Regions from separate parts of the Danio rerio genome. Here region 2 is linked to region 1. Evidence: chromatin contacts called from public HiChIP or PLAC-seq data. All regions are on one chromosome and are shown on one strand. The core of a region is the stretch at or near the end of the contact, and the rest is flanking DNA. Distances in the headings are between cores, read along the strand shown. Region 1 holds the start of amer1 (APC membrane recruitment protein 1). Region 2 holds the start of las1l (LAS1 like ribosome biogenesis factor).

Region 1 (6,904 bases), core at 844-3,343:
CTCGGCTCACCCCATCATATGTCTGGCTTTTTGTTACTCCTGTTTTTGATGACCCCTTTCTTTGACTTCTGCCACGGCCTCCAAAAAAGCTAGGTAGAACACATATGCTTTTGCGACCTCCAAAAAATTTGAAAGCTGTCTTCCGTATTTTCACAGAAGGGGGTGACTGTGGTTGAGGGATATCATGGGAAACGGAGTCTGACGATGGACCCCTCATTGCACCAACCTCACATCTTGTGGCGATCTCCATAATGACACAGGTGACTGTGGCTAATGGAGCATATCTGTGTTAAATACTCCACCCTGAGAGGCAGGCTGGAACAGATGAGGACTGTGTTTATCTGACATGTTCTACCTGTAAAAGAAATAGGGAAAAAAACATCATTAAAAAAACTCTTTTGCAAAAAATTATACCCATATTTGAGCAACTATCCATTGAGGTTTAATATTCAAAATAGTTTATTTTATTTTAAAACATGTTGATTTTGTTTAATGTCATGCAAGTTTCTATACGTGTTTAACAGGTACCAATCAATTTAAATTCAAAAGTTTGACTGTGGAAAAAGAGACAGAGACAAAATACTATTGTATACAATGTCCACAAAAGATCATTTTTGTGTCTGTCTTGCTAAATAAAGCATAATAGAATTTCCTTACTTGCTTAAAGGGACAGTTCACCCAAAATGATTATCATTCTATCATCATTGGCTCACCTTCCATAAAATCCTGATGGTATGATAACCTTAGATAAAAATATAACGGTTTCACTGCGCTAAAATATATTCAACACAAATAGTGCAACAGTCTTAACAACCATATCATTTCATAGTTGTTTATTAATTAGCTTAATGTATTATTAACCTCAGCAAAAGAGACTGGTGGGCACAATGTTTTTAGCACAAGTCTATTCTTGGTTTAATTTTGGAGACAGCCACTCACAGATCATCCACAATGTTCAGTTGTAGCTTCTATTTATTTATAATGCATTTAATTGCCATAAAGGTGTCAGAAAGTTTAACCTGGTGCTAAAATCAATCTGCTGCAGTTGACGCTATTGCTGTGGTGTTAATCTAACGTAAACACAATCATATAAAAAAAATAACAGAAGGGCTGATGGCTTTTCATTTGCATGATGTCGTTTTTTTATATAACGACTACTGTTTTATCTTCTGTGGGTTATGGATAAAATATGGTAATTCTAATAGTTTAATAAATGTACTTAACTTTTAGAAATCACAAAACGACCCCCTGTTATTGTCCTGCGATTCCCACTTTGGGAACCACTGACTTAGACTGACATTCAAACTGATTCATGTTTATACATTAAAAAAATTATTTTCAATAAAAAAAAAACAAATCAGTAAACAATTAATATTTAATTTACCACATTCAGTTTACCCCACAACTATAATGTAAAACATGTTAGCCATTATTGAACAAATGAGCATTGTTGAGAAGTTCCCCTAATGGTTAAAACTAATTGAATGAAACATGCATATCATGAAATGTGGGCGCTTACATTTTAAATAACATTGGCAAAACAAAATGAAGCCTACAATTACACAATTCAAAAACAGCTAAGCATTGAGTCTAAAAAGCACCACAGAACGAGAGTGAAGTTCCGCTGGATTTAATCAAAACAAAAGCTGACTGAAGCTTAAGGGCCTGTTGTGAACCCTCACTGTATGAACATCATAAACAAAGAAAACAAGATCCACACACAGCCGCACTCCAAAGAACTACACCCAAACACAAACTAAACCCACCAAAATATGACTAATAACAAAAGGGAAGTTTTATCAACAGATTGCACATAGTGTCCCCAGCTGGACACCATCATCCCTGTGAATGAACGCGCAACTGGAGCGCGCTAGCCGTACGCTAACAGCTCGCGACTGCTGCGCTGATATTCAGCAAACCTCGCATCGTGAACAGCTGTTTCTGCGCGTCCACTCTCACGGGTTTACTATGTTAGAGCCAGTATTACACAAAGACGGAAATATTAGAGATACTCGCCTTATTTTCCATCTTGTCCGTCACAGAGTGCAGTGATGAGCTTTCTCCTCACGCAGCGCTGCAGGAGCTCACGGCTGTGATTCACTTTGTTCGCCGAGCACTGGAGCTGCTGCTGCTGGCGGTGTTTCCGTGCGGTGTGCATCTTGGGTAATGTAGTATGTTGCTGACTTCTATTTTTACTCTTCAAAATGTTTTGCATACTCTTATTATATTTGCTTACTCTTAAAAAAAGTAACGACAAGTAGAAAGGAAACAGAATCGACGCTTAAAGAATTACAAGTATGTTTTGTAAATAATGATAATAATAGGCAGCACGTGGCGCAGTGGGTAGCACAATCGCCAAGAAGATCACTGGTTCGAACCCTGTCTGGGTCAGTTGGCATTTCTGTGTGGAGTTTGCATGTTCTCCCTGTGTTTGCATGGGTTTCCTTTGGGTGCTCCAGTTTCCCCCACAGTTCAGAAACATGCAGTACAGGTGAGTAGTTGTCCGTAGTGTATGTGAAGGAGTGTGTATGGATGTTTCCCAGTGATGGGTTGCAGCTGGATGGGTATCCGCTGCATAAAACTTATGCTGGATAAGTTGTCGGTTCATTCCACTGTGGCTACATCTACATTCTACATTGCAAAAGGCTATACAAATAAAGGTGAATTACACCAAATTAATAAAGGGACTCAGCCGAAATAAAATAAAGAAATGAATAATAATTAACTAATGAGTGGTAAAACAAGATAGTTAAAGATTTTTAAAAAGATAAACACATTAAAACAAATAAAAATGACTACATTTTAATGAAAATAAAGAATTATAAAATAATTTAGATATTATAAAAATTTATAATTTCAAACGAGAATAAATCATCATTGTATTAAATAAAATATAGTCAGCATTTGAAGTCAACCAAAACCTTGTGTAATGAACAATTCTAAGTGAAGTTTATTTATAAACTAATTTTGAAAGAAACACGTGCTTATGATTGATGGCACCTGGTCCACATTATCTAACACTGATTTACCAATCAGACGACTCCTTAACCACTATAATTAACCAGAGTATCTTACTTCAGCCATCTTCGTCTTGAAGAATCCCCCCTTCCACCCCTACTCCATAATCAATCATCAGCTAAGGGCAAACTCTTGAAATAATAGTACATCAATTTTTGATCTACATCAAATGTTGAATACTGTAAAGCAAAAAATATATATCAATAGAAATGAATGTGAAACATTTGGATAAGTAAACGGTAAAATGTGTAAAATAAAAACTTAATAAAAACTAAATATTTAAAATAAAACTTAGACTCATCAATGATACACACGTTTTAACAATATAGGGTCTCTACAAAATATATAAAACTCTATTTCGATTATATTTAGTGTAAACGTTCTTTGTCTTTCGGATAAGACATAAAGCCGAGGTCCTGACTCTCTATGGTCGTTAAAAATCCCTGGATGTCCTTCAAAAAAAATAAAATAAAAAGAGTAGGGTTATAACCCTGGCATCCTGGCCAAATATTCCCACTGGCCTCTGTCCATCAAGGCTTCCTAAACATTGCCATATCATAATTGGCTTCATCACTTGTCTCCATCAATCAGCTAGTGTGTGGTGTGCAGTCTGGTGCAATGTGGCTGCTGTCACGTCATCCAACTGGATGCTGCACACTGGTGAGGGATAAGGGCATTCCCCCAAAAATGTGTAAAGCGATTTAAGTGTACAGAAAAGTGCTGTAAGAATATCAGGAATTATTATTATCATCATTATTATTAAATGTATATGTCATTTATGTATATTATATATATTATGTATATTGTTATTGTTACATTTTTCTTACAGCCCTTTAACAATCTCATTTCATTTTCATCCGCTTTCGGGGCTGGGTCATGAAGGCCGCAGTCTTAGGTAAGAACTCCACATACATAGTCCCTCCAACGTGTCCTGTATCTTCCTTCCTGGTAGGACATGCCTGGAACACCTCCCTAGGTACAGTAGCCGTCCAGGACGCATCCGAAACAGATGCCCAAGCCACCTCTGCGGACTTCTCGCGATAAGGAGGAGCAGTGGCTCTAAAACTATAACATGAAAAACTCAAATCCTCAACAGGAACAGGCAAACCAGCCAATAAGTGCACATATACAGCAAACAGCAACAGACAAAAACGCAGATGTTCAACCATTTAATGAACAAACTAGCAAGCCAGCTGTCATCCATAGCAATAATGTTGTTGAAATACACTTGCATAAGCCCATAAGATCCCATTTAACACAGACTGGTATGCTTTTTAAATCTTTTAGCCTGATACTTTAACAGCCGTGTGCTAAATCCTTCAGACGATCTTCATTTTGAAGTCTTTAACCTCAGAAAGATCTCCATGACATGCTACTTTCACAATGAAACCTGTTAGAACAGTAAATCTCCTCTAAACAAGGTATTCATAGACAAATTACCACATAAAGATCAAGAAGACAATCAGCAACATTTGTACATCTTCCTTTAAGCTGTTATCGATTAACAAAACACTTATGATTCAATAAAAATCATTCTTACAGCAGCTCTATGTGATTGAGCTGTATGACAATGAGCAGTTCTAGTATCAACTCCACATAATCAAGCAAAACTATGTATGAGGATGTTCAACACTCCACATATGTAAACCAGGGTTTGTTAGCGGTGCGTCAGTCCATTTGAGATTGCAGTGGACTGTCTGCTTTAGTCGATGTGTAAATGAGTCTGTCCTTTACTAAAGGCACAGTTGCATTGGCTCTCGTTTGTCAGTGAACCAGCGCAGTGTTCATAGGCTTGTGTTTGAGATAGTTGATGAGTCTGAAGGGAATCTCCAGAGAGTCCAAACACTGAATCTTGTTCACCTGTATCAGGTGTCGGCGAATGGTCAATCTACACTGAGAAGCAAGACTCTTTGGGCAGCCTGTGGAAAAAAAACAGTGTTAAAAATGTTATTTAACAAATGATAGTGTTATTTTAAATTGATGTGTATACTGTCAAAGTCACCACTCAGCAGCCATCCTTGAAACCACCCTCTTTGAATCATGACAAAATACATCTTATTAAACTTACGTAAAGGTGCATCCACAGGAAACAAACTATGTAACTGATTAATATATAAATTTATACAACAGTTTTGTCTGGTTCTCAAATCTGATTGGCTATTAGCTGTACAATATTCTGCAATATCAGAACTCCTACAGCCTTTTCACTCGTGTATTAATCCGCCCACACAGAGTGACAGCAGATCAATAAACTCGATAGTTTGACAAATATTGCAGTTGTTAGACAACATAATGTATCTTTAAGGGGTTTTCAGGTGAGAATGTAGTTATTATTTAGATTGCAACTATGCAGTTTATTTGTAAGGAAAGTGGCTATTTTAAATATTTATCATTTAGGAGATGTTGTACTGAGCAGAGAAAAGATGGTTCCACCACAAGCTGGCGACAGACTGGATAGTAAGTCCTTAGGGGAGAAAAACTCATCGTTTTCTTTTTGGATTTCTACAGCTGATCAAATCATTATACATCAGATAAGTAGCATTCTAAGTCAATCTTTCTCTTTTGTCTGTTCTAGTGCTGTTTTTATACCATAGTAATCTGCTAGTTTTTGCACAGCTTTGGCTTTTTCGGGGTTAATTATTGTGATATGGCTGTATATAGTCACTGGTGGGACACTAATGCATATATCCCACCAGTGCCGATATACAGCCATATTTCACTGTTGCTACTCGTGTTATTTTGCTTATTATTTTCTTACTATACATGTTATATTGTTCTCTTAATTTAAAATCTCAATGTTTTAGTATTTTCAGTAAGTTTTATTCTTATTTTTCCAGCTTTTACATCATTCTTACTTAGGCTTTTTTTTTTTTTTTGAGATTTTTTTTACCTCACTCACTCCATTTCTTCAGCTTATTACCTGCTTGATCAGGGGTCGCCACACCAGAATGGACCACCAATTACTCTGACAACAGTTTTAGTTTTCTTTCTAAATATTCCTATTTAGCTTAATTAATTTTAGTACTTCAGCATATTTTATTTAATAAATGTTCTAACATTTGTTAATAGGTAACATTAATAACTTTATCTATTTTATTTAATTTTTCTCATGTATTATTTATTTTTGTTCCAGAGTTTTTTCAAGTGGCAAAAATATTTCAACTTTAACAGTATTAAAAATTATAATGAACAATTTAGGTAACAACAACAACAACAACGCATCTTTCCTTTTGTCTTTAAATGGATTTATTTTTCATTCATTTTGTTTCGGCTTAGTCCCTCTATTCATTAGGTGTCAACACAGTGAAATGAAACGCAAACTTATCCAACATATTTTGTGCACAGCGGAAGCCTTTCCAGCTGCAACCCAGTACTGGGAAACACCAATACATTCTCCCATTCACACTCATACACTATGGCCGATTTAACTGTGGTGAAAACCAGAGAACCTGGAGGAAACCCACGCGAACACAGGGAGAACATGCAAACTCCACACAGAAATGCCAACTGGCCCAGCTGGGACTCGAACCAGAAACCTTCCTGCTGTTAGGTGGCAGTGCTACTCACTGACCTGGACTTATTTTTAATTTTTGTATTTATATTAACACTTCAGTGTGTTTTTTTATCTATTTTACTGCCTTTCTTTCTTCTGTTCTGTCTTGTCCATGTTTGTCTTGGTAAAATATCTTAACATTTTAGAAAAAATAACACTAATAGTAATAGCAACATGGAAATTTGAAAAGAAGAAGAAACACAATAGAGTTTTCTCACCTCTCTCTTTCAGCAGCAGCTCAACAGCTTCATTCTGTTTGGTGCTTTTCTCTATAATAAGAGTGGGCAGGTAGACGTTTGCTCCAAAGTCAATGAGCAGCTGAATGTATTCCAC
Region 2 (6,911 bases), core at 1,810-4,309, 110 kb after region 1:
TGTTTTTATATCTGTCTGTAAGGCAACAACATTCATGTCACACCTTTTCTGCACCACTTTAATGACGGGAGTCTGCGGTGCGTCAGGTCATGCCTGAGGTTTACCACCCACTCTGGGATGTTTATCTGTCAGAAAGAAAAGTGTTAATAGAAAAACAGACAGGGTTCTTACTCATAGCCAAATGTCAAATTACCAGATGCCATGGCCTATAATGAACAAAACAACAAGAAGACAAAATATAGACAGAGAACGTATTACCGGGTACAGTCTGGCGACTACATTCGACACAAAGAGATAGTCCACCCATAAATGAAAGTGAAATCACACATTTTCAACTGGTTTCAAACCTTTTTTGACAAAATATTTGAAGAATATTTGTAAGAAAGCTGAGAATATGTAACCATCCACTTCCAATTAAGAAAAAACAAATAATACGAACGTCAATGGTTACAGGATTTCAGCATTTTTCAAAACATCTCCCTTTGTGTTCCAACAAAGAATGTCAAACAGTTTTGGAACACACGATTGAGTAAATGAAGACAGCATTTTCATTTTTGAATGAACTATGCCTTTTAGTGATTGCTGGAAATCAATAAAATGGCACTGTAAAATAGCCCAACCATAGGGAAAATGTGAAACAATGGAATAAACTATGACCAATGGGAACCTTGAAATCCTGAAAGATTATCAGTAAAGTTTGACTTACTTTTCTGGCTAACCTTCTTAAGGGTTTGGCGACTTTCTTCTGTTGTCTTTCTGTGATGAGATTAACAAATCTGAAACACAGTTATACTCCAGTAAATATACATGAGCTGATTTATAAGACTGAAGTGCATGTCATGGTTGACGAGCATACCGAACCAGTGCCATGCCATAGAGCAGCACCAGATCATTGGCCTCCAGCTGGCCAGTGCTGTCCAGCACCTGACACCGGACAAGGTCAGCTGTGCTCTCCACGGCCACGGGTGTGCTTTGTCCAAACCTGTGGAAACAGAGAAAAATTCAGAGGCCACATTAGGACAACAGATGTTTTCCAAAACATGATTTATTTATTTTTTGTATTCTAGAACATGTTGTCCAAATGTGACTCAAATCCTTTATTCATTCACACAAGTTTGAACAGCACAAACCACATGAAATCTGATATTTTCTATTTGATTTGGGGTACTTCCATATGTGGTTCTGATCTGAATACAGGAATATGTGTTTACAATGCAATCTCAGTTTGAAAAGTTTTAGCAAAACATTTGCAAATAAAATAATTATTTGATCATTTTACTACGGAAGTCAGGGGTTACAAGTTTCCAGCTTTCTTCGAAATATTTTCTTTGATGTTTTACAAAATAAAAATAAAAAACTGAAAGGTTTTGAAACAAGTAAAGGGTAAGCAAATTATGACAGAATTTTTGTGTTTTGGGTGAACAATCCCTTAAACTGATGAAAACATATAGCTGCCTTTTCTATCTTTTTTTTAATGTCCCTCTCTAAATATCTTATTTAGCGGTAAGTAGAATTAGAATGAAAACACCCATGTTTAAATCTTGAACTTGCTTATTATAATAAATTATGCACCTTATCTATTGTTTTAAAGTTTGTTTTGATATACGTGTCTATTCTGGCATAAAAATAAAACATCAGAAATTCTAGAAGGGATAGTTTGTCCAAAAATATACTCACTACTTCCTCACCCTCAAGTTGTTCCAAAACTTTATGGGTTTTGTCTGTTGAATGTATAAAATATTTTGACGAATGTTAGAAACTTATCCATTGACATAAGGGCTGCACAGTATATCATTACAGCTACGATTTCGCAATGTGATCATTTACCATACTCAATACTGAGTCTAGATTAAAATTATATAATATAATAAAATATGTAATATAATAATAATAATAATAATAATAAAATAGTTTTTTGAGGCTTGTGATGGTTTTTAAAGCATCCAGGCCTAAGAAAATGTACCAAATTTAATTATTTAACAATCAAAGACTATGTAGTATTATTTTACATTTGATTATTCAACTACTGTATACCTGAATACAGTTTGACTCCTCGGAAAACAATCAAACGCTGTTTATTTAAGTTGTACCTTTTTCATTATTGAATGTGTCTATGCTTGTAGGTTGTTTCTAATATTTTATGCATACACGCTCTCCGAATCATCTCAATCAATCTAAAACGATGAATTCTTTTCAAATAGTTATTTAACAACTCCAGTTATATTGTAATCATATTGCAATATATAATCAAAATATATATAATCGTAACATAATATATTGATATGTTAGATTTTTCCAATATAGTGCAGCCCTAATTGACATCCTAGTATTTGTTTTCCTACTATGGTAGTCAATTGTTACCAGGTTCAAAAGCTTTATGAAACGTGTGAGTATTGCTAAATGATTACATGATTTTCAGCGTTGGGTAAACTATCCCTTTCAGAATAATTCTTTTAAAAACAATGGCCAAGAAGACCAAACAGCTAGCTAGATAACAGGGTTTGTATTAAGCCATAGCAATACGTAGTTGAAACTCTAACAATTTTTTGCATTAGGGCATTATTTACAGAGAAATTCACTTTAGCCCATCCACAGAGCAGGACCGTCCGTCAGCAAAACACAAGAGATGAAGCAGCATCAGACGTCACGTGACCAACCAAAGAGCAGCCACAACATCTGCAACATTGTAGCGGGACATCAGAGATCATTCACTCGCTCGGACCAAACACACACACACACATTGTACCTGCCCTTCCACGCGGAGATCCTGTGCAGCGCGTGTTTCTGCAGCGCGGGCTCTTTCGAGTACAAATACTCCAGCACATGCTCGTACTCCGCTTTGTTCATCCAGGGCACGACGTGACGCGTCTTCCCCACCGTTTCTTTCTTCATCTTCAGATCGTCGACTGTATCCTTTTCGAGTGATAAAGTGCGTGGATGCGAGGCGGCGAAAGAATTCAGCACATTTAAAGTTGTTAAAAACTAAAACATACGATTTATGGAAAGCTCCCGTTTACTGGACACAACACAGTCATACGCCCCGCCAGAGGTGCGGCAGGTTAAACGTTCCCCGGTTAGCGTAAGCGATGAACAATGGTTCCGTATGTAATAGTAATTAGATCAGAAAAGCGAGTTCAAAGGAGAACTGAGAGTAATAAAACTTATTTGTTTAAAATGTATTGCTATAGGTGTACTTTATGTTAATATATCGCAGTTTACTCAAATTTAGCAAATAAGCAAAATCTTTAAGCAAATATTTACTGCAGTTTTAGTGCACTGCTGATGAGCATAATCAGCCATTTGCAAACGTTTCAGGGGCATTAAACTCCCAGTTCTTATAATAATCAACCCAGTTCTGTTTTGATATCAAATTAAAACTGAGGATTTAGAAGTAATATCTAGCATTAATAATAATACTAGTAATAAATAAATAACTTATAAAAAGTAGCATTATACTGCTGAGTTTTAGGACTTGGTAATTACGACAATAAAGAAATAACATGGTAGCATTATATATTGGAGTAAATTATTTAGACATATTATTTTGTTACTGATTGCAAAATACATAGAAAATGTTAGTAACATAGAAGATAAGATACATATATATATATATATATATATATATATATATATATATATATATATATATATATATATATATATATATATATATATAATTTTAATTTTGTTACTAAATTCAGAGGGGGTTGATCACAAATTAATTTAAATTGAATGTACATGGAAATTCTGTATTTTGACTACTTAAAAAAGCTAAACAATATAGTAATATGTATAATTCTTTAAGGAATATTTAATTAAATTATAAAGAAATTAGGGAAAGTTAATAAATTATGAATTACTTAGAGGAATTGTGTGAATAATTTCTATTTCTGTAATCCATAATCCAAAAGTAACTGTAATCTATTAAATACAGAGTAATGCATTCTTGGCCAACTAAAACTACTAAATTCTTGCAAAATAATTATGTTATTTTTCTACATAGCACAGAACATCAGCAGATTGCATAATCCTCTTATTAGTAGGTCTGTCTGTATAATATAATATTAACTATTCAACAGGGACGAATTTAACCAATACGTGAGGTAAGCAGCCATTTAAGGCCCTTATGAAATTTGGGAGCCTACAATAAAAGAAGTAGAAGTTTCTATAAATTGTATATAATGTCATTTTCTATCATATTTTATATAATAAGGGTCTAACAATTACAATTTTACCTTAATTATCACATCCGTGCAAATCTTTGATCAAATAGTTTATTCATTATTTTTTAATTTTTGAGTTAAGATTTTTGTGGTTTATTTTTGGCTAACAAATCTTTTAAAATGTACAGATTGTGTTAATATCAAAATGTAAAAAGCAAGATTCAGTGATATAAGAAAAGACAGCTAAATAAATAAATAAATACAGATACGAAGGGTGCATAATGCTGTAGGACTGCTGGGTCCCGGGGCTGGAATTGCTTAGTGCCCACAAATCACTAAATCTGCTCCTGCTATTTACAACATCTAGCCATAGATGTCTTTCTAGACATGCAATATAATTATGAATATGACAACATCTACAGTTTCTCTTTGCATGTAACGGTCACTGTCTTAAACTGTTTTTTTTTTTTATCTAAAAGTAGAAGATAAAAAGGTCAAAGTAGTCTTTAGTTTTTTTAAATAAATATTTTTTATTTAAATTATTTCTAATTGTAATTAAATCTCATTTTAAAGCATTAATTTTTGTAGCATATTTTATTGAACGTTTTAGTGCAAAACATATCAGCAGTTTACATTGAGCAACAACATAATATTCAGCACTCAAATCACCCATATAAATAAACGAATAAATAAATAAATAAATAAATACATAAATAAATAAATAAATAAATAAATAAAATGTATTTAACCAAAAGGTCTAGATTACGTTTGTGTGTCCTGGTTGTCAAACAGGTAAACACTCTTTTTTAAAAGCAGATTGTCCTTGTGATCAGCTTATGGGCCTAAGCATAAGGCTTTGATTGTTGTCCATATAAAGTCTGTGTTCCTGAAGTGAAACGCACAGCCCGTACCAAACCCTGCCATTCAACAGAGGAAGCCAGGAAATCTTGGAATTTCTGGGGAAAATTACGTCACTGCTGGAATAGTGTGGGATCCCCCCCGCCTCACGTTCACGGAGCGCGCGCGTTCACACAAAGCAGCAGCATCATCATCAGTGGCCGAGCCGCGTATAACGGGGCCTGTGAGAATCCGGGCGGAGTTTAGTCAAGCGCGCTTTGGTGTGCCTCCATCGGCTGGGCTGGGTGTGGTTTTCAAAACTCAGTTCCGTTAGCAGGAAATCGACTGTGGGACCACCAGTACTTCTCTGAGCGACAAAGACGCGGCGAAAAGTGAAACTTTGTCTCCGGGGTCTGGAAGAGATTTGAGGAGAAGCTTTTCCACACACGAGCGGCGTCGCTTGTTGACTGTTGCGCGTGGACATCAGCCGATGGGAAAAAGTTTGGCTTTCTGTTGACTTCATTGTATCAGCTTCAGTTTGTGACACATTCGTGAAGGAAGAGACCAGATACCGACAAAATGCCGAAAACGGTGAGTACTCGTGGCAAATGGAAGCCGCTGGCTTGTGTTTGTGCTGTAGCGCGCAGAGATCTGAAGAGATTTCTCGGCGCCTTTAAAAGCTGCGCATTTTTGGTGAAACAGGAGACCGAAGCGACGCGTAGGCGCTCGAAAGGGGCGAGGATGGTCTTTCTTGTTGGCATTTTTGCCAGCCAGTTCCCGCGGGTGAACAGTAGGCCACACGCAATGCACTATTTATGGCAAGAATTAATTATTGGGACAATGACGGTCGTTCATCCGAGCCGAACGCGCTGAAGAATAACTTGTTGCGTTGCAGATTAAAAGGACGTTTCTGTAACATTGTTACGCTATATGTTGCATTATATTAGGGATTTACCAAAACTACGAACTTCTCATGTTTTTCTTGAAGTATTTTATTTTTATAGACAACTCTGGAGTGGCGTTTTGTGTTGTATAGGGGCTGAACCGTTACTCGGTGACAACCTGTAACCCCCCTTTCTTCTCCTCCTCCAAATCTGATTGGCTTTCCGTCAAACTCGCCGTGAATGGACGCGTTCGCTGGTGGTGCGGATTTGTTTTATCCCAGCTGCTCGAATCATTTGAATTCAGTCAGATAATTTTTATTTATTTATAGCTATTCTCTATTAATTCCTTCACGGACTTTTCAAGCTACAAATTACGCCAGTAGGTGGCAACAACATCGTCATTTTGCAAAGAGTGAATCATTGAATCATATCTCAAACCATTCATTGAATGCAACGTTATTGGGCATTATATTCTGCACACTTTTTTGGCAGTTCAGGAAGTACACTGACGAAAAATAGATTTTTGGATCCTTGAATGTACTAACTTTTTTTTTTTTAAAGAGTAAAGTGGTTTTAAAAATTTATTTGGGCTGTATATTTAAGCAAACAAGTTGAGTTAAACATTACTAATTTGAATTTGTTTGTTTAAATTCAACACATTTAAATTGTTTGCAACAATTTTGCAAACATCATTTAATCCTTTTATTTTCAATTGTCCATTAATGTATTTTAAAAGGGTTTTTAAATAGTATTTAAGGATTTCACCTGATTAACCAAATAAATCCACTAACATTGGCAGGCAAGTCACCGCATTACACAGTTTAACATGAAGCTAAGTAAATGGAAAGCAGATAATTCATTGTAATCATGGTCATATTTCACATGTTTTTCATGTACAAAATTAAGCATTTATGAAGAAAGGTAAATCTGTTCAATTTAAATCTGTTGGTTGTACATAATACCGTGTTATCATATAGATTGTTGTCCCTCCCCCCAAACGCAAAAGATTCTAAGTCAGTAAGTAATT

Evidence for each region. HiChIP or PLAC-seq counts read pairs in DNA pulled down with a chosen protein or histone mark.
Region 2: a contact with region 1 is called in an H3K4me3 HiChIP or PLAC-seq map of gastrula embryo, with 3 times the contacts expected there. The contact joins the promoter of las1l here to the promoter of amer1 in region 1. A contact is called at or near these places in 4 of 18 Hi-C or Micro-C datasets (caudal fin, embryo and an unstated tissue) and 2 of 4 datasets of contacts at active chromatin or transcription factors (embryo and gastrula embryo).

What each region holds. Positions count from the first base shown.
Region 1 is chr5:22,733,885-22,740,788 of GRCz12tu, forward strand. amer1 (APC membrane recruitment protein 1) reads right to left here and starts at 2,094. Exons shown (of 2, transcript NM_001346277.1): 1 at 2,017-2,094; 2 at 1-355. The coding sequence starts at 250. It overlaps asb12a (ankyrin repeat and SOCS box-containing 12a), which reads right to left. Exons shown (of 4, transcript NM_001126376.1): 3 at 6,790-6,904; 4 at 4,175-4,937. The coding sequence ends at 4,783.
Region 2 is chr5:22,846,361-22,853,271 of GRCz12tu, forward strand. las1l (LAS1 like ribosome biogenesis factor) reads right to left here and starts at 3,060. Exons shown (of 13, transcript NM_001126400.1): 1 at 2,747-3,060; 2 at 857-982; 3 at 707-776; 4 at 44-125. The coding sequence starts at 2,892. msna (moesin a) reads left to right here and starts at 5,431. Exons shown (of 14, transcript NM_001004296.1): 1 at 5,431-5,591. The coding sequence starts at 5,580.